Linked DNA regions of Bos taurus: region 1 is linked to region 2. The links are chromatin contacts, called in public Hi-C maps. All regions are on one chromosome and are shown on one strand. The core of a region is the stretch at or near the end of the contact, and the rest is flanking DNA. Distances in the headings are between cores, read along the strand shown. Region 1 overlaps LOC112444893 (a long non-coding RNA gene). Region 2 has its middle 15 kb from the start of C29H11orf24.

The links. Hi-C and Micro-C count contacts between places; a contact is called where the count stands out from the background.
Region 1: a Hi-C map of liver shows a contact between it and region 2, with 2.4 times the contacts expected there. The contact joins two enhancer-like sites. A contact is called at or near these places in 4 of 11 Hi-C or Micro-C datasets (blastocyst, liver, skeletal muscle and 1 more).

Annotation. Positions count from the first base shown.
Region 1 is chr29:45,788,597-45,794,996 of ARS-UCD2.0, reverse strand. It overlaps LOC112444893 (a long non-coding RNA gene), which reads left to right. Exons shown (of 4, transcript XR_009493376.1): 3 at 146-419; 4 at 690-6,400. Among named protein-coding and RNA genes, the nearest start is that of LRP5, 12 kb to the left of the region's middle. Within about 2 kb of position 2,211, at least 20 of the 102 cell types and tissues checked have an H3K27ac peak or open chromatin away from gene starts, as enhancers often do. A contact at or near this core is called in liver, where this site is marked.
Region 2 is chr29:45,751,464-45,757,156 of ARS-UCD2.0, reverse strand. No RefSeq gene overlaps it. Among named protein-coding and RNA genes, the nearest start is that of C29H11orf24, 15 kb to the left of the region's middle. Within about 2 kb of position 2,181, at least 6 of the 102 cell types and tissues checked have an H3K27ac peak or open chromatin away from gene starts, as enhancers often do. A contact at or near this core is called in liver, where this site is marked.

The sequences.
Region 1 (6,400 bases), core at 962-3,461, 38 kb before region 2:
GGAGCGAGGTGGGGGGTGGGGGTCACCAGGGGTTCCCAGGGGTCCCCACGGATCTCCTGTGGGGCATGGGCAAGCTGGAGGGGCAGAGTGGGCCCCTCCGGAGCTTGGCGCCCTGGCTGAGAGGGTACTTACTGTTCTGTTTTAGACCTTCAGTATCAGACAGAATGGGCTTCTGGTAAAGAATCTGCCTGCAATGCAGGAGACACGGGTTCGATCCCTGAGTTGGGAAGATCCCCTGGAGGCATGGCAACCCACTCCAGTATTCTTGCCAAGAAAATCCCACGACAGAGGAGCCTGGTGGACTACAGTCCACGGGGTCACAAAGAATCAGATACGACTGAATGACTGAGCACGCACCAGCGTCAGAATGGAGGCAGGAAGTCCCATCTTAACTGCCCCCCTGAGGACTGGAGAGAGAGGTCAGTACTTGCGGGAGGTCAGGCAGCTGGACGGTGGCCAGGCCGGGATGGGGACCCAGCCTCCAGGCTCTGCCCCTGCCAGGCTAACCCCCTCCTTGCAGCGACCACCTCCCCTTACCCAGGTCCTGGCCCCCTGCAGGGACCCCTCAGGTCTGGCCACAGGCCAGCTCATGCCGCTCAGTTTGCAAACACCAGCAAGATTCTCCCTTCTTAAGAAAGGGCAGCGAAACCTCACCATCCCCCGCCATGCCTTCCTGTCTGTCCGCTCAGCTGCCAAGCCCTTCCAGCCAACGGTCCACACTCGCTGCCCCTGGCCTCACCACCTGCTCATTCAGTCCTGCCCCTGCGATGACCTTCAATCGCCAGCTGCACAGGCCATTGCTGCTGCATCCGTCTTGGTGAGGGTTCTGCAGGTCTCCAACGCCCCCTCCCAGCCTCCCTCCCTCGAGCCCCTTCCCCCTCCCAGACTGTCACATGCTGTCCTGCTCACAAGCTGCCCTGTATTACGTACAGCCCTCTTTGCTGCAGGAGCCCCTGGTGGCTCAGACATTAAAGAGTCTGTCTGCAGGTTCCATCCCTGAGTTGGGGAGATCCCCTGGAGGAGGAAACGGCAACCCACTCCAGTATTCTTGCCTGGAGAATCCCATGGGCTGAGGAGCCAGGCGGGCTACTGTCCGTGGGGTCACAGAGTCGGCCACAACTGAGCGACCTCTCTTTCTTCTCTTCGCTGCTCTCCCCACTGTGGCCTGCCCGTCAGTGTGGCCAGCATGATGGCCCTTAAATGCCCACCTGGCAGGGCCCTCCCTTCACACAAACCCTCTCCGGCTCCCCAGTGCCCCTGATGGTTCTCCCTGCCGCCTCTCTGCCCTCCCCCAGGTCGGGCACAGCTCCTCCCAGCCGGTCGCAGTCCTCCTGGCCCTGCGGTCTTCGGGTCTCCCAATGGGTGTCTGTAGGCCTGAGGGTCCCCTTTCTCTGGGGGAGACAGGGGCCGTCAGAGCCGGGTGGCAAGGTGGGCTGAGCCTTCACAGAGTCGGCTGGGACAGGTACCCACAGGGGCTGGCGCTCCCATGGGAGGCTGGTGTGTGCAGGGAACAGTGACCCCGGCCGGGGGCCAAGAGCGGCTGTCTTGTGGGGTGTGGAAGAGTGGAAGGGGGAGGTGGCCTGTAGGCAGGTGGACTGCCCGGTGGAGAACCCAGGCGGGGTATCTTGCGAGCTCCTCACGGCCAGGGACGGGGGGCGGGGAGGGGGGACTTTGTGCAGGAGCGTACCTGACGCTCAGACTTGCGGGGCGGGGATCTGGCGGTCCCCAGAAGCTGTGATCGCAGATTCTAGAAGGAAGCCACCTTCCGCCTCCGCGGTGGAGGAGGGTGCCTGGAAGGGTTCTTGAATCCTGGGTTCCCTGAAGGCCCCGCCTTCTGCCCCTGGGGTCTTAGAAGCAGCACCAGCCCCCAGGCTCTGGGGGGAGTGGCCGAGGGTTATCTCCCTCCCCGCCCCGCCCCCGCACCTACCTACACCCCCACCCCCTCCCCGCGCAGATCCCCTGGATACCCGGGGCTGGTGCTGAGCCTGGAGAGACCCGTGCGGGGGCGCTGGGCTCAGCGAGGACACAGACCCTCCCTCAGGCGGCGGCGAGGCAGAGCCGGCCTGTCGGCCTTGTCCCTGGGCAGCACCGGGGCAGCCGGTGCTCCGGGAGCGGACCGCGGGGGAGGCGCCTCCTGCCCGAGCCCCTCCCGGGCCGGGATCACACGTCCTCCCTGCTTATCAACGAGCCTCCGACCAAAGCTCACCGCCCGCAATGGCCCGCAGGGCGCTGGGCCGCCTTTGATGAGCAGCCCCCACCGCCCAGTCAACAAACGCTGCAGACTTTGCACCGAGAGTGTTTACTCCCGGCAAGGACGTGGTGTACCCTCCGCGGGCTGCCCGCTGCTTTCTCTGGGGTGGGGGTGGGGTGAGGGGGGTGACGAGGGGGCTACCGGTGAGTCTTCCCCAGTCCAGGGTCTGGTTCTCCAGGAGCACCTGCCTGCTCAAGAAATCCTCCTACCTGAAGAGGGATTATGCCCATTCTATAGATGCGAAAACTGAGGCCTGGCTGGTTAGGTGACTTGACTGAGATCCCTCAGGGAATAAAGGATGGAGCTGCAGGCTTTTGTTATTTCTCCTCTCTGATGCTACCAAAACCTTGGCTTTCTTTGTGCCCACAAAAACCAAGTAAGGAAAAAAAAACCATGGAGACAGTTTGGAAGAAATAGAAAGGTGGCTGTGATCCTCAGGTGGCAGAAGGGAGAGCACAGGAGGTTTGTGCCTTAAGAACGGTGCCCCTTTTCCACGAGGAATCTGGGGGGATTATATAGATGCAGGCTCACAGTCAGGGGTTGGTGATGAGGAACAGAGGTTTCAGGATGTTGCATCCTTCCTCTAGCGCTCTTTCAAAAGCGGTCACAGGCTGGTGTCAGGTAGCCCAGTAATGGGGTCAGGCAGTTGGGTAGTTGGGTGCATTATTGTCTTTTGTGCTGAGGCCTTCTTTCTATAAGGCAAAAAGAGAAAAACTACAAGGGAGGGTCTGCAAAGAGAGTTCTGTAAAGTTGTAATTAGCATGGAGTCAAAGGATAGTTGGAGGAGGCGTGGAACCCACTCCAGTATACTTGCCTGGAGAGTCCCATGGACAGAGGAGCCTGGCGGGCTACAGTCCACGGGGTCACAAAGAGTCGGACACAACTGAGCCATTGGGCACACACCCAAGTAAAAGCTAGCAGTGATCAGGCCTGCTCACTGTTCCTTCTTCTTTGTTCTTAGGAAAGAAAAGAAAAACTCATTTTCCTTTTTCACTTTTTCACTGCAGCATCTCTCCCGGGCCCTGGGGGGTTGGGGGAGTGAGGGGAGCAAGGAAAAGACTGAGGGCCTCCAGAGTCAGGGGTTCAGGCCCAACCCGGCTCCAGGGGCTCCTAGCTCAGGCCTGCAGAGATCCTAATGGCCACGAGAGGGCAGCAGCATCCTGCCATGCCAGGCTCTCCAGGTGCTCAGGGATTCAAAGGAAAGCGCTTGTCAACACCGAGGTGCCTGGGCGACGACCTGCCAGCCCGTGGATCAGGGAACAAGTTCGACCCTACTCATGACCTTGGGCAAGTTGTGGAACCCGTGGAGACCTCAGTTTCCTCATCTGTGCCAGTGGGGATAACAGGAGCTGACCCACTTGGTGGAGCTGGGAATTAAGAAAACCAGGCAGCAGACAGAAAAGCTTGCTCTCAAGGCACAGGTTCTAGTTCATATTCTAGAACTAACACCAAAAAAAGATGTATTTTTCATAATAGGGAACTGGAATGCAAAAGTAGGAAGTCAGGCAGTAGACAGGTTTGACCGTGGAGTACAAAATGAAGCAGGGCAATGGCTAACAGAGTTTTGCCAAGAGAACACACTGGTCATAGCAAACACCCTCTTCCAACAACACAAGAGAAGACTCTACATATGGACATCACCGGATGGTCAATACCGAAATCAGATTGATTATATTCTTTGCAGCCGAAGATGGAGAAGCTCTATATAGTCAGCAAAAACAAGACCAGAAGCTGACTGTGGCTCAGATCGTGAACTCCTTATTGAAAAATTCAGACTTAAATTGAAGAAAGCAGGGAAAACCACTAGACCATTCAGGTATGACCTAAGTCAAATCCCTTATGATTATACAGTTCAGTTCAGTTCAGTGGCTCAGTCGTATCTGACTCTTTGCGACCCCATGAATCACAGCACGCCAGATTATACAGTAGAAGTGACAAATAGATTCAAGGGATTAGATCTGATAGACAGAGTGCTTGAAGAACTGTGGATGGAGGTTTGCAACATTGTACAGGAGGCTGTGATCATCCCCAAGAAAAAATAAATGCAAAAGGGAAAAATGGTTGTCTGAGAGGGGGTTACAAATAGCTGAGAAAAGAAGAGAGGCAAAAGGCAAAGGAGAAAAGGAAAGTTATACCCATCTGAATGCAGAGTTCCGAAGAATAACAAGGAGAGATAAGAAAGCCTTCCTAAGTGATTAATACAAAGAAATACAGGAAAACAATATAATAGGAAAGACTAGAGACCTCTTCAGGAAAATTAGAGATACCAAGGGAACATTTCATGCAAAGATGGGCACAATAAAGAACAGAAATGGTATGGACCTAAGAGAAGCAGAAGATATTAACAAGAGGTGGCAAGAATACACAGAAGAACTATACAGAAGAGATCGTAATGACCCAGATGGTGTGATCACCCACCTAGAGCCAGACATCCTGGAATGCCAAGTCAACTGGGCCTTAGGAAGCATCACTATGAACAAAGAGAGTGGAGGTGATGGAATTCCAGCTGAGCTATTTCAAATCCTAAAAATGATGCTGTTAAAGTGCTATATTCAATATGCCAGCAAACTTGGAAAACTTAGCAGTGGCCACAGGAGTGGAAAAGGTCAGTTTTTGTTCCAATCCCAAAAAAAGGCAATGCCAAAGAATGTTCAAAGTATCGCACAATTGCACTCATTTCACACACTAGCAAAGTAATGCTCAAAATTCTCCAAGCTAGGTTTCAACAGAACATAAACCGAGAACTTCCAGATGTACAAACTGGATTTAGAAAAGGCAGAGGAACCAGAGATCATAGAAAAAGCAAGAGAATTCCAAAAAAACATATATTTCTGCTTTATTGACGATGCCAAAGCCTTTGACTGTATGGATCACAACAAATTGTGGAAAATTCTTCAAGAGATGAAAATACCAGCCCATCTTACCTGCCTCCTGAAAAATCTATATGCAGGTCAAGAAGCAACAGTCAGATCCAGACATGGAACAACAGACTGGTTCCAAACTGGGAAAGGAGTACGTCAAGGCTGTACAGTGTCACCCTGATTATTTAGCTTATATGCAAAGTACATCATGCAAAATGCCAGGCTGTATGAAGCAGAAGCTGGAATCAAAATTGCTGGGAGAAATATCAATAACCTCAGATGTGCAGATGACACCACCCTTATGGTAGAAAGCAAAGAGGAACTAAAGAGCTTTTTAATGAAGGTGAAAGAGGAGAGTCGAAAAGCTGGCTTAAAACTCAACATTCAAAAAGCTAGGATCACAGCAATCCCACTGCTGGGCATACACACTGAGGAAACCAGAAGGGAAAGAGACACGTGTACCCCAATGTTCATCGCAGCACTGTTTATATAAGCTAGATGCCCATCAGCAGATGAATGGATAAGAAAGCTGTGGTACATATACACAATGGAGTATTACTCAGCCATTAAAAAGAATACGTTTGAATCAGTTCTAATGAGATGGATGAAACTGGAACCTATTATACAGAGTGAAGTAAGCCAGAAAGAAAAACACCAATACAGTATACTAACGCATATATATGGAATTTAGAAAGATGGTAACAATAACCCTGTGTACGAGATAGCAAAAGAGACACCGATGTATAGATCAGTCTTACAGACTCTGTGGGAGAGGGAGAGGATGGGGAGATTTGGGAGAATAGCATTGAAACATGTATAATATCATGTATGAAACGAGTCGCCAGTCCAGGTTCGACGCACGGTACTGGATGCTTGGGGCTGGTGCACTGGGACGACCCAGAGGGAGGGTAGGGGAGGGAGGAGGGAGGAGGGTTCACAATGGGGAATGCGGGTATACCTGTGGCGGATTCATTTCGATATTTGGCAAAACTAATACAATATTGTAAAGTTTAAAAATAAAATAAAATTAAAAAAAAAAAAAAGCTAGGATCATGGCATCTGGTCCCATCACTTCATGGCAAATAGATGGGGAAACAATGGAAACAGTGTCAGACTTTATTTTGGCGGGCTCTAAAATCACTGCAGATGGTGACTGCAGCCCTGAAATTAAAAGACACTTGCTCCTTGGAAGAAATGTTATGACCAACCTAGACAGCATATTAAAAAGCAGAGACATTAATTTGCCAACAAAAGTCCGTCTAGTCAAGGCTTTGGTTTTTTCAGTAGT
Region 2 (5,693 bases), core at 932-3,431:
CCTCAAAATACAAATCTGATCACAGCTGTCCCTGCCAAGTCTTTCCCGGGATGAAGACCAAACTGCCAGGCTGGGCCTTCCAGGCCAGAGCAAACCTTCCAGGGGGTCCTGGCCCCCAGCAGAGCCTGAGGGGAGGGGCGAGTCTCAGGAAGCCTCGCAGGAGAGGGAGAGCACACGGGCGCCTGCACGCAGGCCTTCCGCTCTAGGGGCTGCGCGTCTGAGCCCAGACTGTCCCCTGCCCAGAGGCCACCTGCCTGCAGGAGGCCAGGCGGAAAGTCCCTTCAGACCTATTCAGCGCCCGCTGTTTGCCAGCCAACTGGGGTTCAGGGGTGCAGCTGCCACACACTGACCCCCCAGCCTGAGATCTGAAGGGTGATCGTGAGAAGGAAAGAGGAGACACATGGGGTGCCCGACCCACTGGGGATGCTGGGGCGGGGGGCTGCCTGACAGAGGGGCTCGGAGCCTCTTCCCTGGCTCTTTGCTCCAGCGGCAGGGACCGTGGCTGCTTCGGGGAGGAGCAGGCTCCTGGTTCCATGGATGAGGTGCCGGAAGGTCAAGGTGAGATGTGTCAAATTCGGGGCTTGGCCCCCGAAAGCGATTTCTCCTCGTCACAGTGCGGAAAGTGAGGCACATGAAGGCCGAGTGGCTTGCCCAAGGCCGCTGCTCACCCTCCAAGCAGTGGAGGGACAGGGTTCACTCTGGGTTGGTCTGTTCGTCTGCGAATACCGGCCACCACGCGGCGGCTGTCGCGTTCCTCTTGGCGGAGCCCGGAGTCCGCAAACCGGCGAAGTCCCCGGGCTCCCCCTGGTGGCCGAGCCGTCCTCCTTCACCCTGGGTGCTGGCCCTGGCCGGAGGCACTGGGTCCCCCTCCGCCAGACTGCACCCACCTCCCTCCCAGCCTCACTGGGGGTGGGGGAATCCCTCCAGCCTGGCACTGGGGACGCCTTCCCGGTCACCCCACACTGGAAGGACTCGCCCACTCACTGCTAGACCGGATCTCCCTTGTGGTAGACGCAATGCTCTTGGTGAAATTGCATCATATGTGCCTGTAACTGTCTCCCCGCGGGACGAAGCCAGGCCAGGGTTCAGGAACATGCAGTAAACTCACACTCGGGCCCCGGGGCTTCTGTCCCGTAGCCCCACCAGCTGGGTTACTTGGGGCAGACAATTCACACTCAGACACTTTTTATTCCTGCAACTCTACTTTAAAAGGGAGGCCGAGGTTTATCCAGCAGGTACTGACGATAGCTGGTATTTTTTGAGCACTCACTATGTCTCAGGCTGGCATGGCTTCCAGCTTTCATCTCACTGAATCATCTCAGATCCCGGCGGCCTGCTCCCCCACCCACAACATCCTCCACACAGAAGCCTGATCACCATGTGCTCCTGCTTAAACCCCGCCACTGACTTCTCACTGCCATTAGGACAAAAATCCAAACAAGGGAACTGAGAACACAGGTGGCCAGCGGGAGGCATTCATGAAAAGCAAGGGAAATGGGGGACCCAGGCAGAGAGACCGTGAACGCAAAGCCCCAGGACAGGGAACAGACTGGCCAGCCGGAGGAGGGAGGGGACAGACAGGTCAGGGTCAAGGCCAGGGTGAGGAGGTAGGGTCCCAGGAGGGTTTTCAGCTGAGGAATAACGTCATCCAACTTGGGGGATGTCCAGAATCCCAAAAGTTACTTTGTTGGGAATTCCCTAGTGACCCAGAGGTTAGGACTTGGCACTTTTACTGACACAGCCCTGGTTCAGTCCTTGGTGGGGAACTTAATTCCCACAAACCAGCACAGTGTAGGTAGAAAAAAAATTACTTTGTTGAGTGTAGTGCTTCTTACAGATGAGGTGCCGTGCTGTCTGGGGTGCAGGAGGGGAGTGTGGTGGTGTGTCAGCGGGGCCACATCATCAAGGTGCTGAACACAGACGATGGTTGGTGGGCTTGTCACTGGTCATCCTACTTGTCTGTGTCTGTATGTCTGGCAGTTTCTGTGATAAAAAGTTAGAAGAAGAGAAAGGAGGGGGATAGAGTTCGATTTAACTCTAAGTGAAATCCATCTGGGTTCACCCCATGGTGGGGGAGGGTGGCTTGGCGGCTGGAAAGGTTGCTCCTCTGCCCCCGGGGGAGATGGCCCAGGGTGTGCTCACAGACGGAGAGACGCCCGTGAGCTTGGCACACGTTTTGGAAGCTGAGTCAGCGGGACTGCCACTGTTTCTTTACACACGTCCCACACGCACAGAGCAGAAGCCGGGTTGACCCCGGTATCTTTGGCTCGATGACCTGGGATGCTGGCAGTGTCGTTTCCAGAGCTTTATATGTTAGTTTGTTTCATTCTGACTCCTGATCATCCTCCCCTGCCCCATCACAGAGGGGATGCTGAGGCCCCGGGGGATTGGTGAAACTTCCCCGTGTCACGGGACGGGGGCAACAGAGCCCGATTCACACCCAAGGACGGCACCCCGGTTTCCACACACTTACCAGAGACACCCCCCCCAGCTCCTCGTGGGAGGACTTGGGGGGTGGGATGGGCACCCCACCAAGACTTCTGTGGATAGGCTGAGGCTGAGAGGTCTGTTCGGTGTCAGGAGGACAGGGGGTATGAGTCTGAAGTTCAGGAAGGTCCCAACAGGAGAGAGAACTCAGCAGCCTTCAGAGCAGAGACAGTCCGGGGTTAGGGTCATAGTTAGCGCTAGGGTCAGGGGCGGGAGGGGAGGAGGAGACCAACCTGGCCACGGGGAGGAGAAAAAAAGCGCGTCTTCCTCCACCAAGAGGGTCCCAGAAAGAGGCCATGGACGGCCCTGTCGGCCAGGCAAGGAAGGGGTGAAGGGGTGAAGGTCCTGGGTGGCTGCTCCTCCCAGGACGTCCCCACTGGCCTCGTGAGGGGGGCGGAGGAAGGCAGGCAGGTGAGCAAGGTGGGCAGAGATGATGGCCGCCTTCTCAGGAGGTTTGCTGGGGAGCAGGTCGAGCCAGGCAGTGGGCACAGGTGGGTAGGGCACCAGGGGGGATCCTTTTTATGCTAGCCATCTAGAGCGTGTTCATTTGTTGATGAGAATCCCCGTGTGAGAGACGATGATGAAAGGGTAAATGGGAGAGAATGGAGGAGCTGAGTCCTTAAAAGGGAGACCGAGAAGGGGTTCAACACCCAGAACAGCTTCCCCGCCTCCCACCCCCATAGGAGTTCATCTTACGCCCATTTCCAGGTTGGGGGGGCCGACTCATTGGAAAAGACCCTGGTGCTGGGAAAGATCAGGGCAGGAAGAGAAGGGGATGACAGAGGATGAGATGGTTGGATGGCATCTCTGAATCAATGGACGTGAGTTTGAGCGAACTTCAGGAGATGGTGAAGGACAGGGAAGCCTGGCGTGCTGCAGTCCATGGGGTCGCAGACAGTCAGACACGACTTAGCGACTGAACAACAGTGGCTTTTTGTTCTCGTATCCTTGCATTTCACCCTGGAGGACTCCTTTCAGCATTTCTTGTCGGGAAGGTCTGCTGGGAGTAAATTCCCTTAGCTTTTGTTGATCTGCATGCTTCAGTCGTGTTTGACTCTGTGACCCTATGACCATAGCCAGCAAGGCTCCTCTGTCCATGGGATTCTCCAGGCGAGAATACTGGAGTGGGTGCCATTTCCTTCTCCAGGGGATCTTCCTGACCCAGGGATCAAACCTGCTTCTCTTACATCATCTGCACTGGCTGATGGGTTCTTTACCACTAGCGCCACCAGGGAAATACCTTAATTTCTCCTTCATTCTTGAAGGAGAGTTTTGCTGATATAGAATCCTTGGTTCAGAACTATATATAGATTATTCCACTACCTTCTGGCCTCCATGGTTATTGAGGATAAATCAGGTGTTAATCTCATTGAGGACGCTGGTATGTGATGTGCTGCTTTGATCTTGCTGCTTTGAAAAATCTGGTCTTGTCCTTAGCTTTTGACACTTTCACTACAATATGCCTTGGTGTGGATCTCTTCGAATTTATCCTACTGGGGGTTTGTTGAGCTTCTTGGATATGCATATTCATGCTTTCTTCAGACTTGAGATATTTTTCAGCCATTTTATTTTCAAATACTTTCCTGCCTCTTTCTCGCTCTCTTACCCTTCTCAGACTCCTATAATGCATATGTTAGTATGTTTGATGGTGTCCTATAGATCTCTTAAGTTCTGCTCATTTTTACTCATTCTTTTTTCTTTCTGCCCCTCAGACTTGGAGAAGGCGATGGCAACCCACTCCAGTACTCTTGCCTGGAAAATCCCATGGACGGGGGAGCCTGGTAGGCTGCAGTCCATGGGGTCGCTAGGAGTCAGACATGACTGAGCGACTTCACTTTGACTTTTCACTTTCATGCATTGGAGAAGGCAATGGCAGCCCACTCCAGTGTTCTTGCCTGGAGAATCCCAGGGACGGGGGAGCCTGGTGGGCTGCCGTCTATGGGGTCTCACAGAGTCAGACACAACTGAAGCAATTTGGCAGCAGCAGCAGCAGCCCCTCAGACTGGATAATTTCAATTGTCTCATTGATCCTTTTTTTTGCCTGCTCAAGTCAGCTATGGCACCAACTCTCCTTCAAGAATGAAGGAAAAATTAAGGTATTTCCCGGGTGGCACTAGTGGTAAAGAACCCGCCTGCCAGTGCAGACAGTGTGAGAGAAGCAGGCTCAATCTCTGGATCAGGAAGATCCCCTGGAGAAGGAAATGGCACCCACTCCAGTATTCTCGCCTGGAGAATCCCAATGGCAGGGGAGCCTTGCTGGCTATGGTCATAGGGTCACAGAGTCAAACACGACGGAAACACGCAGGTCAACAAAAGCTGAGTGGTTCTATAGAACCACGCTAGTGAATCTTTTCATTATTATACTTTTCAGCTTCAGAATTTCTGTTTAGTTCTCCTTATTTATATCTTCCATCTCTTTATTGATGGTATCCTTTTCTTCAAAGATCATTTTCCTGATTTCCTTTGGTTCTTTGTCCATGGTTCCCTTTAGTTCATTGAGCATATTTGGGACAATTGACTTAATGTTCTTGGCTGTCAGTTCCAATGTATGGGCTTCCTAAGGGTTGTACTGAGTCAAATTTTTTTTTTTCAAAGTGAATGGGCCATACTTTGCTGTTTACATACTTTGTTGTTTATTTTTATGTTCTGTAGTTTTAGATGAGAACTAGACATTAGGAATATTTTATCGTAGTAACTCTATACATCTGATTCTCCTGCATGTGTGTGTGTGCTAAGTCACTTCAGCCATGTCTGACTCTTTGCAACCTTATGGACTGTAGCCCACAAGGCTCCTCTGTCCATGGGATTTCCCAGGTAAGAACACTAAAGTGGACCTTCATGCCCTCCTCCAGGTGATCTTCCCGACCCAGGGATCGAGCCCACATCTCTCACATCTCCTGCATTGGCAGGTGGGTTCTTTACCACAAGCGCCACCTGGGAAGCCCTCTGATTCTTCTGCTCCTCGGGAATTGCTGCGTTTTGTTTGGTGAGGCTGGAACAATCCATTTGTGACTTTTCCAACTATTATTGCAAAATTTATGTCCCTCATGCATGGTCATGGAAGCTTCTGTTCTATTAAATTGGTGGTCAGCAAGTGACCTGACAAAGCTTTCCTTAAATGTTTGGCTTCCTCCAAAATAAATAAAGGTTCCGTCTCTTTGAATCTCTCCATAGATCCTGCCAGGGGAAGCTGCTGCAGCTGAGAG